4 separate regions of the Mus musculus genome follow, and all the other regions are linked to region 1. A link is a contact called in public HiChIP or PLAC-seq and promoter capture Hi-C data. All regions are on one chromosome and are shown on one strand. Each heading gives the region's core, a stretch centred on a gene start, on an enhancer-like site or on the middle of the called end of the contact. The rest is flanking DNA. Distances are from core to core; before and after follow the strand shown.

What was found. Promoter capture Hi-C pulls out the DNA fragments that hold promoters and counts their contacts. HiChIP or PLAC-seq counts read pairs in DNA pulled down with a chosen protein or histone mark. Capture Hi-C pulls out chosen DNA fragments and counts their contacts.
Region 2: a contact with region 1 is called in a promoter capture Hi-C map of hematopoietic stem and progenitor cells, with 3 times the contacts expected there. The contact joins the enhancer-like site here to the promoter of Lrrc32 in region 1. A contact is called at or near these places in 5 of 39 promoter capture datasets (cranial neural crest, frontonasal cranial neural crest, hematopoietic stem and progenitor cells and 2 more), 2 of 115 datasets of contacts at active chromatin or transcription factors (embryonic basal ganglia and forebrain) and 1 of 9 other capture datasets (embryonic stem cells).
Region 3: a contact with region 1 is called in a promoter capture Hi-C map of liver, with 2.6 times the contacts expected there. The contact joins the promoter of Serpinh1 here to the promoter of Lrrc32 in region 1. A contact is called at or near these places in 1 of 39 promoter capture datasets (liver), 1 of 15 datasets of contacts at CTCF or cohesin (embryonic stem cells), 1 of 115 datasets of contacts at active chromatin or transcription factors (embryonic stem cells) and 1 of 9 other capture datasets (liver).
Region 4: a CTCF HiChIP or PLAC-seq map of embryonic stem cells shows a contact between it and region 1, with 7 times the contacts expected there. The contact joins the promoter of Uvrag here to the promoter of Lrrc32 in region 1. A contact is called at or near these places in 5 of 39 promoter capture datasets (the 3T3-L1 cell line, the C10 cell line, cranial neural crest and 2 more), 2 of 15 datasets of contacts at CTCF or cohesin (embryonic stem cells and large pre-B cells), 11 of 484 Hi-C or Micro-C datasets (B cells, CD4 T cells, the N1E-115 cell line and 5 more), 10 of 115 datasets of contacts at active chromatin or transcription factors (astrocytes, bone marrow-derived dendritic cells, bone marrow-derived macrophages and 7 more) and 3 of 9 other capture datasets (adipose tissue, embryonic stem cells and pancreatic islet).

What each region holds. Positions count from the first base shown.
Region 1 is chr7:98,487,984-98,491,358 of GRCm38.p6, reverse strand. It overlaps Lrrc32 (leucine rich repeat containing 32), which reads right to left and starts at 1,368. Exons shown (of 3, transcript NM_001113379.2): 1 at 1,262-1,368.
Region 2 is chr7:99,041,724-99,045,026 of GRCm38.p6, reverse strand. All of the region lies in intron 6 of Uvrag (UV radiation resistance associated gene), which reads left to right. Among named protein-coding and RNA genes, the nearest start is that of Uvrag, 98 kb to the left of the region's middle. Within about 2 kb of position 1,471, at least 60 of the 459 cell types and tissues checked have an H3K27ac peak or open chromatin away from gene starts, as enhancers often do. A contact at or near this core is called in hematopoietic stem and progenitor cells, where this site is marked.
Region 3 is chr7:99,351,823-99,355,108 of GRCm38.p6, reverse strand. Serpinh1 (serine (or cysteine) peptidase inhibitor, clade H, member 1) reads left to right here and starts at 1,870. Exons shown (of 5, transcript NM_001111044.1): 1 at 1,870-2,056.
Region 4 is chr7:99,139,330-99,142,457 of GRCm38.p6, reverse strand. Uvrag (UV radiation resistance associated gene) reads left to right here and starts at 1,314. Exons shown (of 15, transcript NM_178635.3): 1 at 1,314-1,624. The coding sequence starts at 1,508.

The DNA.
Region 1 (3,375 bases), core at 119-2,618:
TGTGGTCCTCAGGGCAAATTCTTTATCTCTCCTTGCCTAGGTGATTCATCTGCAGGACACACCAGTTCCCATTCCAACACTGGCTATCCTTGCTTAGCATGGATCAGGTGGAGCATGACCAGGAAAGTACTGGGACCCTTCCATGTCCTTCCCTGATGGTTCAGATACCAACGATGCTGAGGATAGAGGTCCTGGCTCTGCAGGCAGGTAGCTGGATTCTGATTGGAGAGGTGTCAAAGAATATCTCTGTATGTGCTTGTATGTGTGTGTGCACATGCACGCGTGCTCGCGCGTGCATGACAGAGGGGGACAGACAGATAGTGGAGTCAAACCTATAATAAAAATAAGACTGCCCCTACTATGCAAGGAGGTTACAATTTTTCTAAGCCCTAGGTTGACTGCAGGTCTTTTAACTCTCACAACCACCAAGTGAGGTGATTACTATAATTCCCATTTACAGACTGGAGGACCGAGGCTTGGGAAGGCAAAGTGCCTGATCCTTAGCCCCTAGGTGTGCTGCAACTGGGACTCAGCCAGATCTATAGTCCCTTAGTGCTGGGTGGTCTCCACTAGTGCAGACCCCACGGGCACCCTGTGGATCTCTCTCCCAGACCACGAGATTCAGAGAAATGACTTACCCTAAGGCACTTGTACAGTAAATCGAAGAGTCGGTATCAGAATCCAGCCCCTGTGCCTCCAAAGCAACTGCCAAGACTTCCTTCCTAAGTTACTCAGGAGCCTACAGCCCCAGGCCCAGGAGTATACTGAGCGGTAGGGCTCTCAGTCTGTTATGACTACTGTCAAAGGGGGCCTGGGAGAGCAGCTTCAAGGCTCACAGTGCAGTGAATCACTCACTAGGGGCAGCCCGTTCTAGAGACATCCTACATCTCAGGGGAATCAGACCTTAACCCAAAGGAATGTGCTTGTGATGTGAAATGTCAGGGTGGAGGTGGGGTAGGGGGGTCCCTCCTATCTATCACACATAAAGAAGTCTCCCCAAAGAGTTCTGGGTATCCCCTCCAGATAATAGTGGTAGTGTGGAAAGCCCATGTCTGCCTGGGGCAGACCTGAATTCAAATCCTAATCTGCTTGCTTGGCTGTGTGCTCCTAGGCACACCCAGAGCTTCCTGCCTCGATTTTCCCAGCTGTCAAATGGGAACGCCTATCTGAGCCCTTCCTTAGGTAGATCTGCTAACACCCGGGTGCCGAGGGAGGGTCCGGCCCTAGCTCTCTAGGCACCGCCGCCGACCGCCGCCCCTACCTGGCTCAGCGCCGCCGCCGCCGCCTGACTCCTCCGCGCATCGTTCGCGCAACCCCGGGGGTCTGGCCCGCCGAGGCCGGACCGCTGCAGCGCCGCTCCAGCCGGCCGGGAGGGGGCGGCGCCCGCCTTTTAAATAGCACCGGCCGCCCGGCCACGCCCCCTGGGACTCTGAGCCGCGGGGTCCTAACACCGCCCTGCCAGCCGTGCGGACCTAGGAACCGAGCATCGCCTCTGCTCTGGAATCGCCCGGACCCAGCTAGGGCGGCGCTTGAAACCGAAAAACGACTGGAGGGAGAAGGATCACAAAAGAAGCTAGGCCGAGGCAGCCGCACGTGCAGCCGTGGGCCCGCGAGGTCTTGGGTGCAGGGAGCCGCAGGTCCGCGGAGGAAATCCTGGCGCCACCGCACCAAGGCAGGGGGCCACCCAGAGGTGACTGGCAACCACCGGCACGGAAGGAAGTGACCCTTCTTTGGCCCTGGGATGGCCCTGAGGGGGTCCCATCCACCCCCCCCCCCCCCCAGCTATCCTGCCTTTAAGTCATCTCCAAGCCTGTCAGTGTCCCCTGCTTACTGATAGAGAAGCTGAGGCTAGGAGTGGGATGAGGGAAAAGCCAGCTGGTTGAGACTTGTCAGGTCCCCACGGACATTTGGGGGACCTGAGGCTCTGATAGGTTAAACTGCATAATGACAGTCTCATAACTTACCCAAAGCCGCTGCCTTTACAAGGTACTTAGCCTCCTCAGACACTGGCACCGTGCCCTGCTGGGTCTAGACTGAAAGATGGGTGAAGAGTGTTGCTGCCGTCCTCCAGTCTCTAGTTCTGTATTCATAATGTTCTCCCTGGTGGTCACAGCGCCTAGAGGAGGGCCATCCACCCTATCTTAACAGCACCAAGCGGGGTGAGCCAGAGTAGGGCTGGGCTCTGAGCTGGGCCTTTCCTCCCATCTAGTCCACAGTGGTTGGATGGACCCATGCGGTGCGAACAACCCAGAGAGGACAGTCCCTGACAACTCCAGTCTAGAGCCCTGACCTAACCTAAGGTCAGGGAAAGGTTCACCAAGGAGGCATCCTCTGATGCTATAAGGAGTCAGAGCAGCAGAGTAGCCCAGCTTCCTGCCCCCACCCACCCTCGGGAGCTCTCAGGGTTGTGGCTCTCCCACCTCAGCCCTTGTGTGTACTATCTAGTCAGACTGAACTTCAGTTCCCCTCTCTGCCAAGTGTAGAATGGCAAGAGCCGCTCTTTTGGATGAAGTCGATGTAGGCCTGGGCCTGCACCCGATGGGTGTTAGAGACCGTTCCTCATCTGCTGCTTTAGGAGGACACCTTTTCCAGGTTGGAGTCCATGGGGTCATGTATCAATCGAGGAAGGGGCTTTGTGACTACTCTGTAGCGAGGGCAGAGCATGAACAAAGACTCAGGTAGGCTGGGGCTCTCCCTACCTGCTTCCCCATGATGGCCTGATGCTCTCTCACACCGTCAGAGTTGCCCTAGAACTTGGCTCAAGGTGGGGGCAGGGCAGGGCTGGTGCCATCACTACAGGATGAGCGGCCTGCTTCCCTTGTGCCCCCAGGGGCTGCGGTTGTGGTTAGGAAGCACATGGGGTTCTGTGCCCGGATGGGGCTCCCCAAGAGATAGGAGATAGAGGGGCAACCAAGCATGTCCTCCCCCAACTACAGAGGTCTCTTGGGACTGAGGACCAGGCGGAACTCTTTAGCCCCCACCCCCTACATCTCTGCTCTTGAACTGTCATGCTGTGTGACTTGGGGAAGGTTGCTTGACTTTTCTGACCTCCACTTGTTTCTGTAGAGCGAGACAAATGGTAAATCTACAGTTCCTCTGGCTGGGGAGACCACATAAGACAGACTGGGTTGAGAACCCAGTGAGGAGCCTGTCTCTCTTCCGCAGGCCCTGGGAAGCTGGGAAATAAAATTGTCCAGCATCCTCTCTTGTGGGCAGATGTGAGGCTGAGGAAGTAGAGCAAGGAGGGTGGCTGATCCAGAAGTGTAAAAGTACCCTCACCCCCTCCAGGAGGCAGAGCTCGAGTCTGCAGGGAGTGATGGATGTCAGAATCCAAGCAGGGTCTCATTTACAAGGCAGCCACGGACAGCACATTTT
Region 2 (3,303 bases), core at 222-2,721, 550 kb before region 1:
TCTGCAACCGTACATTTTCTTCCACTGACAGAGAGAACGTACAGGCCAGGTTCAGAAACTCTTGTCTCTTCTGTGTCCTACAAATCCTGCTAATCGGGCAGTGGTGGCGCACACCTTTGATCCCAGCACTTGGGAGGCAGAGGCAGGCAGATTTCTGAGTTCAAGGCCAGCCTGGTCTATAGAGTGAGTTCCAGGACAGCCAGGGCTACACAGAGAAACCCTGTCTTGAAAAACCAAACCAAACCAAACCAAACCAAACCAAACCAAACCAAACCAAACCAAACCAATCCTGCTGATCTAGTCTCCACATCCCCAGTGACTTAAATATTACAGTTTAGTGATAAAGCTGGCATTGAAAACTCATTCTCAATAAGTTAGTTACTGAGTGAATTATCTCTGGGAGGAAGCTGATCTTGTGAAATATGTCGCCCTGCTCAGTGATGCCACTGGCTGAAGTTGCCTTCAGTGAGCAGACTAGCTGTTGACGGGTGTGTTGCCTGCAGTAAACAGACTAGCTGTCGATGGCCTGCAGTGAACAGACTAGCTGTTGATGGCTTGCAGTGAGCAGACTAGCTGTCGATGGCTGTGTTGTTTGGGGAGATTGGGGTTGAGATTCGGTATGTATTTCTTGCCTTCGTTTCTTGAGCATTTTATATTTCTTTTCCTATGAAATATTTCCAAATTTATGGGAGCGTTGCAGAAATAGTAACAAGTGCTCTCCCCCTGTTGCCATTGAAAGTAAATTAGAAGGGCCCTCCCAGCTGTACCAGGGGCATCAGTAAAGCGTCTGCAAACACAAGCGTTTGCCTAGATAACTGCGGTGCAGCCCTGGAAATCAGTCAGTTCCCATTCACACCTCAGCAACACCCAATCCATCCATCACGTCAAGTCTCAAGAGTCTCCATCTGTTTCCGTGTCCTTCATACCAAAAGGATTCCATCCCGTACCACTCGGTAGCTGTCCTCTTTCCTCCTCCTCTCAGTCTGAGGCAGTTCCTCAGTCTTCTCTTGGCAGTCATTTTATAATGCCTGTCATTTTGTTTTGTCTGATGTTTCCTCATGAAGATGGTAAGCATTCTTACTTAAGTCCTAATATTTATATAATTTGTTCAGTCTTGACTAATGCCCATTTCAGTTTGTCACAATATGGACATTCTTGCATGGGAAGATTTGATCAGGGTGATGGCTGTCATCCTTTTCCTCAGTGAAGTTAACCCTTTTGACTTAGATGATTTCCCATCGAAGTTCCTCCCACTGGTTTCAGCACACGTTTATGTTGTCTGTATTACTGATTACTTTCTAATTCCTTCATCTCTTCTACTTTCATCCGCTGACATTCTAGTGTAAGAAAATATCTAGTCTTCTCCTGTCTGTCTGCCTGTCAGTGTGGACAGGCAGATTCTCTCTGAGCCAGTGGGTTGTCATGTGGTACTGTAACTCCTTACTGTAAGGCTCAAGCCCCTTCTTTCCTTCCTCATTCTCTGAGAACAGCTTCCTCACTGCCCAGTAGTGACTGCTCTGCAGGCTTCCCTCTGCCCCCAAGGGAACCTGTCACTTGAGGGCCTTCCGGTTCCTTTAGCGCAGTTTTGTAGGAGTTAGGATCTGGGCCTTTGTGTCTTCTTTGCATCTGGTCTACCTCTGTCCCCATCCCTCTGCACACACAGGCATGCCTGTGTGTGTCTGCATGTTTATATCCTCTGCCTCTCTTACCATCTACCCATGTTGAAACCTGAATTTATACAGGCATACTGTAATCCAGATCCCTGGATCTAGTGTAATCCCTGGATGTAGTGGATCCAGGGGCTCATTTGAGGGCTTTTGTTTTACAGTTCATAGTTATGACCACGTTCTCCAGCACTGTGAGTTCTGCTACCTGCCTCCATGACATTCACTATTCAGCCAGTTCCCAGTGTGTATAGTCTGTCTGGCTGTTCCTGCTGTCGTTTCACATACCCAACCCGGCATGCCCTCCACCCAGGACTGCATCTTCATCTACTTGGGTTGGAGTCCTTGTGGCTTGCCCTGGCTATTACAGCTGTGCCAGGATCCCACCTCGTCCATATCTTCAATGCCACATGGAATTTTACTTTATTTGGTCCTATCAGAGGGGACCAAATTGAATTGTTCTACTGAATTGTTCAGAAAGGAGCAAAAAATGGGGTTGGGGAAAATTCACATTTTTGTAACATTTCCCTCTGAAGCAGACTGTGTGTGGCCCATGACATCCAGTGGAGTCCTTTTCTAGTTTAACCATTTTTTCTTTTAAGAGTTACTTACTTTTATTTTCTGTGAATGAGTGTTTAATGTATATGTATGCAAGCACGCCATGTGCATGTCCAGTGCCTTCAGAGGTCGATAGAAATGTCAGCTCTCCTGGAGGTGGAGCTGGAATTATAGGCCACTGTGAGCCAGCCACCATTTCAGTGTTGGGAACTGAATTTGGGTCTTCTCTAGGAGCAGTAATTGCTAAGCTAGCTATGTCTGCCTCCTCCCCCAATAAGCCTATTTTAAGTTGAAAATGTATTTAGTACACCTGACTTCCTGAACAATGTAACTTGATTTTAGAGAGTCTCCCCTAACCCACAACTGTATATAATTGTTTAATAACATGTTTTACAATAAAGGGTAAATTTGTAATAAACTGTAGACTCTCTATATAATTTATTATCTGTTTCTCAGAAGACAGGAAGAGTGTGAAATCCTCACCTGATGTAGTCATGTTACACAGACTTACACTTACGTGTCTTACCACTCTAGTGGCCAAGTGTATTTAAAATATACAGCAAATGTGTCTCCTTAGCGCAGTAAGGAGCATCGGTGTCATGAAATATCCATTTTGTGGCAGTCTGTAAGGTTGATATCTCACAGTAGATGCATATGCTTACAAGTCTGTCTCTCCATAAGGGGCCAGAAAGTCGAGAATGGTGATATCTGATCTAATTATCTCTGCCCTACCCTGCACATCTAGTTCATCACGGTCTACGTTGTAGGTTTACAAACAGACCCACTGGAGAAATGAACAGATGCTAAGACCTGCTGGGTTTTCCCCAGTAGCTTTCGGGAGAGTACCCGGTGTCCTTACCGTAGTGGGAGGAGTCTGTATGCCTGTGCACTACTTAGTGAAGCTGCTCCGGGTTATTGCAGACAGCGTTGTTTAGGTACAGCTACTACAGTAACACTTGTGTACTTAGGGTTGTGATTTTGTTGTTGTTGTTGTTTGTTTTGTTCTCCATGTCTGATTTTGTTGTGAAGAAAAAGCTCACAATGTGTGGTTTAATTTTTTTTTTTCAGTTTACTGAGATTT
Region 3 (3,286 bases), core at 621-3,120, 860 kb before region 1:
GAGCCAAGACGAGGATGATAATAGAAAGGGGGTCTGGAATCTAGGTGGAATCCTTTCCTAGCAAAGATTTATTCACATAAGCAGTACATAGAGGATGCAGGAGGACGGGAAGGAGAATCAGCCACCACAAAGATGGATACCGCCCTCCTTTTGCCTACAAAGTTTGCTCAAGATCAGATCTGTTCTACAAAACAATAGCGGCTGCCAGGTCACTGTTCTTAGAGAGAGGCAGGCCCTTGCCTTTGGGGGACATTCATAAGGATACTAAGTTTGCAGATAGGGACGAAGTCCTAAGCGTTTACCTTAGGTTTACCTTGACCCAGTGTCTCCAGCATCCTGGGCCATCAGGCATGTGACGCTAGGCCTGGTACCATGATTTTTTTTTTCTTCTTCTCAAGACCTTTGACTCTGAGATCCTACCAAGCTAAGATTCCTTCACGAAGTTCAAAGACGTTGTGGGGCTTCTGAATGATATTATCATCTGTGGCAGTCACTTGCAAATCCGTATACTCTCTGATCCTTTGATTGGGGTCTAAGTCTATTAGGATCTAATATTTCCCTCAGCCCGAAGTGGGGAAGGCTGGGGGTCCATTCCCTCCCCCACTGTTCTCTATAACTGCAGAGAACTCATCTTTTGGGATGCTGAGTGCAAGGATACATCTGTTCCACAGGCTCTGCATCTGGGAGAAAGAAAATACTTATGAGTCTGTTGATTGAATGTGAGTGAATGCATACAGGGTCTCTCTGGGGCTGGGGCTGGGGCTCAGTGGCAGGATGCTTTCTTTCCTGGTTTTCCTGAGGATCTGGGTTCCAGCCCCAGTGCACTGAAAAGAGGGGGAAAAGCCTCTCACTCCACCTCCTCTCTAGTGATGTCCATCTGTTGTCTGTCATTCCACTATCAGAAGATAGGAGGATCCTAAAACAACAGGCCTCACCTACTGAATTCCCCACTAGCTGCACACACCCCTCACAAAGGAGGTCCTGAAGGCAGGGACTTTGCCCAGTTGTGCAGATTTGTGCATGACACTAGAATAGTAAAGAATACTATCAGTTAACTCAGGGCTCAAGAAGCTATCTCAGTGTAAGAGGTGGGGTGGGGCGGGAGAGCCTGAGATAGTGAGACCCTGAGCCCCAAGAGGCAATGGAGATAGGGAGGGAGGGAAGGAGATAGCAGGGATGACCCATTTGAGACGGAGAAAGGGGCAGTTAGGACTTAACATCAACCAAGGGTACTGGCCCAGAAGGAAAGTCACACAATGCTGTATTTAATTCATCCAGGATGTTCCCTGCTGTATACTACTTCATGTCCAGTGGAACCACCTAGGTGTCTGTCTGAAATCAGTTCAAGACTTGGTTGCCAGGGTGAGGGTCCAGCTAGAATTCTCAGGGCCTCTCCTCCCCAGGGATGTTTCAAGGGTGAACCCTGGTTTGGAGAGGGACCCCTGCCTCTGACTTTTTCCTAAGGCAAAGGAGAGGGCCCCTGACTAAGGAGTAGCATCAGGGGTCCCTGATTAAAGCTTGATAACAGTAGGCAATGGATCTACTGGGGCAGAGCAGGGTCATGTGGGGCAGAAGGGATATGTGATCAGAGCAGGCTTGTGTGGGCAACCCCGAGAAGACGACAACTCCAGTCCCCGAGCGCAGGACTTTGGAGCCTGTCTGCCTTCAGTTCACTCTCGAGTCTAAACCCTGCTTTTCCACGTCCAGGACCGCGGAATCCCAAGAATGCCCTGGCTCCCAAGGTCTAGCTGGTGCGGGAGGAGAGTCCCCTCTACCTAGTAGGGCGAGGGGGCAGTAGGACCCAGGGGCTGGGAGAGAGCCCGCAGGCACAGGGGCGGGAGCCAGGGTGGTTTGGGGGAGGTCTTTGGCTTTTTTTCTCCTCTCCGAGCCACGGCGCCCTCCGGAAGCGTTTCCAACTTTCCAGAAGTTTCTTGGGACAGGCAGGAGGGGGTGGGGCCAGCCATATATAGATCCAGGGCCCGGGGCAGTGAGCTGAGCAGAGCCTGTCTGAGGAGCGATTGCCCTGTCGGTCCCGGAGCAGCCCAGCCCGGCCCAGGTGAGGGGCGGGAGCGGCCGGGCGATTTGGGGTTGCGCATTGGCCAAGGGGGAACGGATCGCTCCAAAGCTTGGGGTCCTGACACAGGTGGGCAGTGAAAGATCGGACTTGGAACTGTCACTTGCCTGGGTTCCCTGGAGCTGCGGTCTAGTACGCGGACTGCCTGGTAAAGTACGGAGAAGTCTCAGCTCGGGGAAGGTTAAAGGTGGTGAGAGGGAATGCGTAGAGCTGGGACTAAATGCTGGTGACCTTCTGCACAACTGAGAGGGGAGGGGAAAGACCTGACTGTCCCATCGTCCACGGGGAAGGGCCAGCTCTGCAGTCCCTAACTCAGGAGTGGAGGCCCAGGGACCCGCAGTGATTGATCCCAGACCAACCTCCCCACAGGCTGTGTAGGGGCCTCTGAACCTAGCACAAGAGGTGTAGACTTGGTGTCTCATCTCTAGCTGTTAAGGACCCCCTTGCTTTGGGGAGCAGTCGCTTTTTAATCAGTATCCTATGTGGAAGGTGGCCGGACTTGACCAATTAGTTCTGCTTTCACCTCACCCGAAAGGGGTGTCGTCAGGGTCCACAGGCCCTGGGTGACTTGAGTCACCCTGGTCCTTCCGTCCACCCATCTGGTTCCTGCAGGGCGAGGACTTCCTCTGAGGCTTTGAGGTATCCTGCCTCCAGCTTGGGGGACATTCCTGAGCCTCCAGACGAAAGGAAGAAGGCATCCATTCCCTGTATGGTCTAACGGCCTAGCTATCAACTTCCTGTGCTTCCTTCTGGGCCCTTTGGCATCCAGGGCACGCATGGAGGCCCTTGGAAAACTGGGGGCTTTGGTTGCCTGGAAGTAAGGCCGAGGCCACACCCTACTCTCTGATAGTTCTGTACCCATCCCCCATTTCCGTCTGGTCCTTTGTCTCTCTCCGAGGATTCCCTGCCGAGGTGTTTTTGTAGTGGGTTGCTGTGTAACAGGACTCCACAGTGGTCGGCCTGGGAGCTTTGCTGAAGGCAGAGCCCCCGGGAGAAAGCCTGACCTGCTTGAGCCGAAGAGGCCCAAGCTGGGCCCTGGTTTCTGCCTCTGCAAAAGAGGTCATCCACCTCCTTACTCCGGGTACCCACTGGGGACTGGGCCCGACCGGCCTCTGCTCCCCACGTCTCTAGGGGTTCCCATTTCTTCACTCTTCTGTTTTCTTTCAGAATGAAAAAGGCAGGCAATGATCTCCCTCTGAGGCCCTTTCAAGG
Region 4 (3,128 bases), core at 65-2,564, 650 kb before region 1:
AACAGTCCAGGTGGTGGAGAAATTCACACTCTATGGGGACGGGGGAATCAATATTCTGCAAAATGACTCAGTGCTACTTATAGAAGCAATGGCTGTAGCTGCTATTATGGTCAAAGAAGTCTTCAGGGAAGGGAGGGCATTTGAGCTGTACCTTCATATTCATTTCTCTATTATCTGCAAGCAATGCGGATCCAGGGACGAATCAGACAAGGTCTTTTGGTTGAGGAATTCACATATGAGTGTTTGAATTCGGGGAGGCTGTGTGTGTTAAATGACTATTAAAAGACAAAGTGGAGGCTGCTGTGGTGGCACACTCCTGTAGTCCCAGCACCTGGGGAGCTGAGGTAGATTGAGCTACATGGTGAGTGGCAGGTCAGCCAAATCTCGCCCCTCCCCCCGCCCCGCCCCCGCGCAAAGCAAGTAAACAAACAAAGACAACACAATAGAATAAGCAGGTCTGTGGTAAAGGCAAGTTTCCTAATTCGGAGTTTCAGAGAAGTCTTTTGGAAGGACTCCTGCCCCAGCTGAAATACGATGGCTAAGCAAGCGTTAGTCACAAGCAGTAAAGGCTTTCTAGGCAGAGCATAAGCATCCCACCAGCAGAGGTGAGACAGTCTCTTGGCTGGCTGGCACACTTTGTGGCTAAGCTTACTAGTTATAGAAGCTAGAAGGGGCGTGGACTTGCAGGTCTGAGTGGATCACTGAAGAGCTGGTGGACTGCCCGATGGATCTTTGGTCTCAGTGATCGCGGCTCGGTGGCGGCTCCCCCTCTCAGTCATAAAGCGTGGCTTTTTTTTTTTTTTTTTGTACGTGGATGAGAACACTTCGGGAAGTCAGACCATCCATCCATCCCGACTCAGCTGGTGCCAAGCGGGTCCCCGCCCTCCACTGGAGGCTCTGTTACCATAGCAACTAGGTTAGGGCGGAAGTGGCTTAGAGGACTGACTCTCACTAATCAGGTGACTCTCCAGACTTCTGCACGTGACACGACATACCAGGCGCGCGCTCTACCTAATCAAGAAGCCGTCCCTGTTTCACTGACAACTGACAGCGCTCTAGAGCAATAGCCCACGAGGCTTCCCTAGGAGACCACACCCCTCAATAGGGAAAGGGCCAATTAGGCTGAGGCAAAGAGAAGTTACGCCCCAGGTTTAGCCCGGGTTTGACAGACGCAATTGAGGCCATCCTAGAGTCCCTCCGCCCCTAGCCATTGCGGCCGACGACGGACGGGCCCACTGGCCAATAGCACGTCCCTTGGCCGCCACCGGGTCCCGCCCTCTCAGAAACGGAACCAATGAGCACGCCAGCTCTGGGCCGGGTGGAGGGGTTGCACTGCGGTAATATGGCTCTTCCTTAGCCAGCGGCGGTGGCCAGCGCGGGCGCAGAGCTGCTGGGGCTCTCGGTGCCCGGTTTCTAGGCTGTAGGGGCTCTGCGAATCACAGCTCGGGAGGCAGCGGCCGATGCGGGAGGACTGCCCACCTGGCCGCTCGGCGGCTCAGGGGTCCAGATGAGCTCCTGCGCCTCGCTCGGGGGCCCGGTGCCCCTGCCACCCCCGGGCCCGTCCGCCGCGCTGACGTCCGGTGCCCCCGCGCGGGCCCTGCATGTGGAGCTGCCGTCTCAGCAGGTGAGCCGGCCGCGAGCCGGGGGGCGGAGAAGGTTGGCGGGGCTCGCAGGGCTGAGGAGGGCTGACAGGAGGAGGAGCCCCCTCCCCGGCCGTTCCCGCGCTCAGACCCCCGCATCCCTCCAAGAAGGCGCCGGGGAGCCCTGCCCCGCTGGCCGCCGCCGCGCTTTCCCTTTCGCTCCCCGATCGAGGAGTCGGTTTTCTGCACTTATTCTTAGCGTTTCGGGTGCTTCCTTCCGCTCCTCCTGAGGAAGGTATTTGGGACGTTGGGGTTTCCTTTCCAATCTCAGATCCTCATGGCACACTCCACTCCCTCGGGTGAGTGTCTGGAAGGAGGATTTGAAGTAAATATTCATAGCTTGTATCTCACGTGTGTGTGTGTGTGTGTGTGTGTGTGTGTGTGTGTGTGTGTGTGTGTAATAAGGACAAGAGAACACTGACTTTGGGAATCTGACAAAATTCTTGGCAACACCCGCCTATCAGTACATCTTCCACTGGCCTCCCTCAGTCCCTCGGGGAGACTCTGCAGGAACCTTAGCATTGAAGAGGACCTGGAGAAACTGTCAGTCATGGAGAGGTTACCGAGCTGGGTCTGTGCAAAGTGAGCATTGAATCGTCACAACTCCATGAGATAGCTGGTTTTATTGTCCCGGTTTCTCAGTTCTAGGAACAAGCTTGCTCACTGCCTCTCTGTTAGTGTTTCTGGTGGGGATGGATTTCCAAATACAGAGTCTGACTCCAGCTTGTGCTCAGCAGCAATAGTTTGCTTTAGACTTGAGAGCAGCTGCTCCACCACGGTCCACAGGACGAGCTCCCTCAGACCCTTTCTGTAACTTTCCATCCTTGCAAGAGACAGGAAGGAGCCACTTAGGAGCGCAGAGGCTATGGGAGAGAGGGCCAGGCATAGAGTGCATCGGAATGTAAAGGAAAGAGCAATGTTGCACCCCACCCCCCCAACCCGGTGCCGGATGAGGTGCCGGATGAGTAGGGAAGCAACGTTAACTGCAGAAGCAAGGCTCTGTAGTAGGAGAGAATTTAGCAAATCAGAAGGCATGTGCCCAGGTTTTGTAGTGCCATTGGAGAGGGAGTTTGGAGAATATTAGGAGTTGGAAAGGAATGAGGCTTGTATTGCGTTTCCAGGTCGTGGGAGAGGATGAGAGGGTGGCTGGGAGAGTAGTCTGTGGATTGGGCATTAATGTGAATTTTTGCCTGTGTGGGAGGTGGAGTGTGAGGGCCTGCTGGGAGAAGCAATAGTGAGCACTGTTAGGAGCCGCCTGGAGAAATTGGGCATCTAGATGGGCATAGTTTAGGGAAGCTGTGAGAGCATGGCGGGTTGGAGAAGAGAACAAGGCATGTTTTCCTGACTAGAGCCTGTTCTAGCAATAACGGTTCAAAACTAGAAGAACTAATCCAAGCCAACTGCCGGTTCAACACAGTTCAACTCCATTTGTTAGTGTTGGTCGAGTTTCTAGATTGGCATATAGTGTCCTAAGTGTCAGCTGGGTGC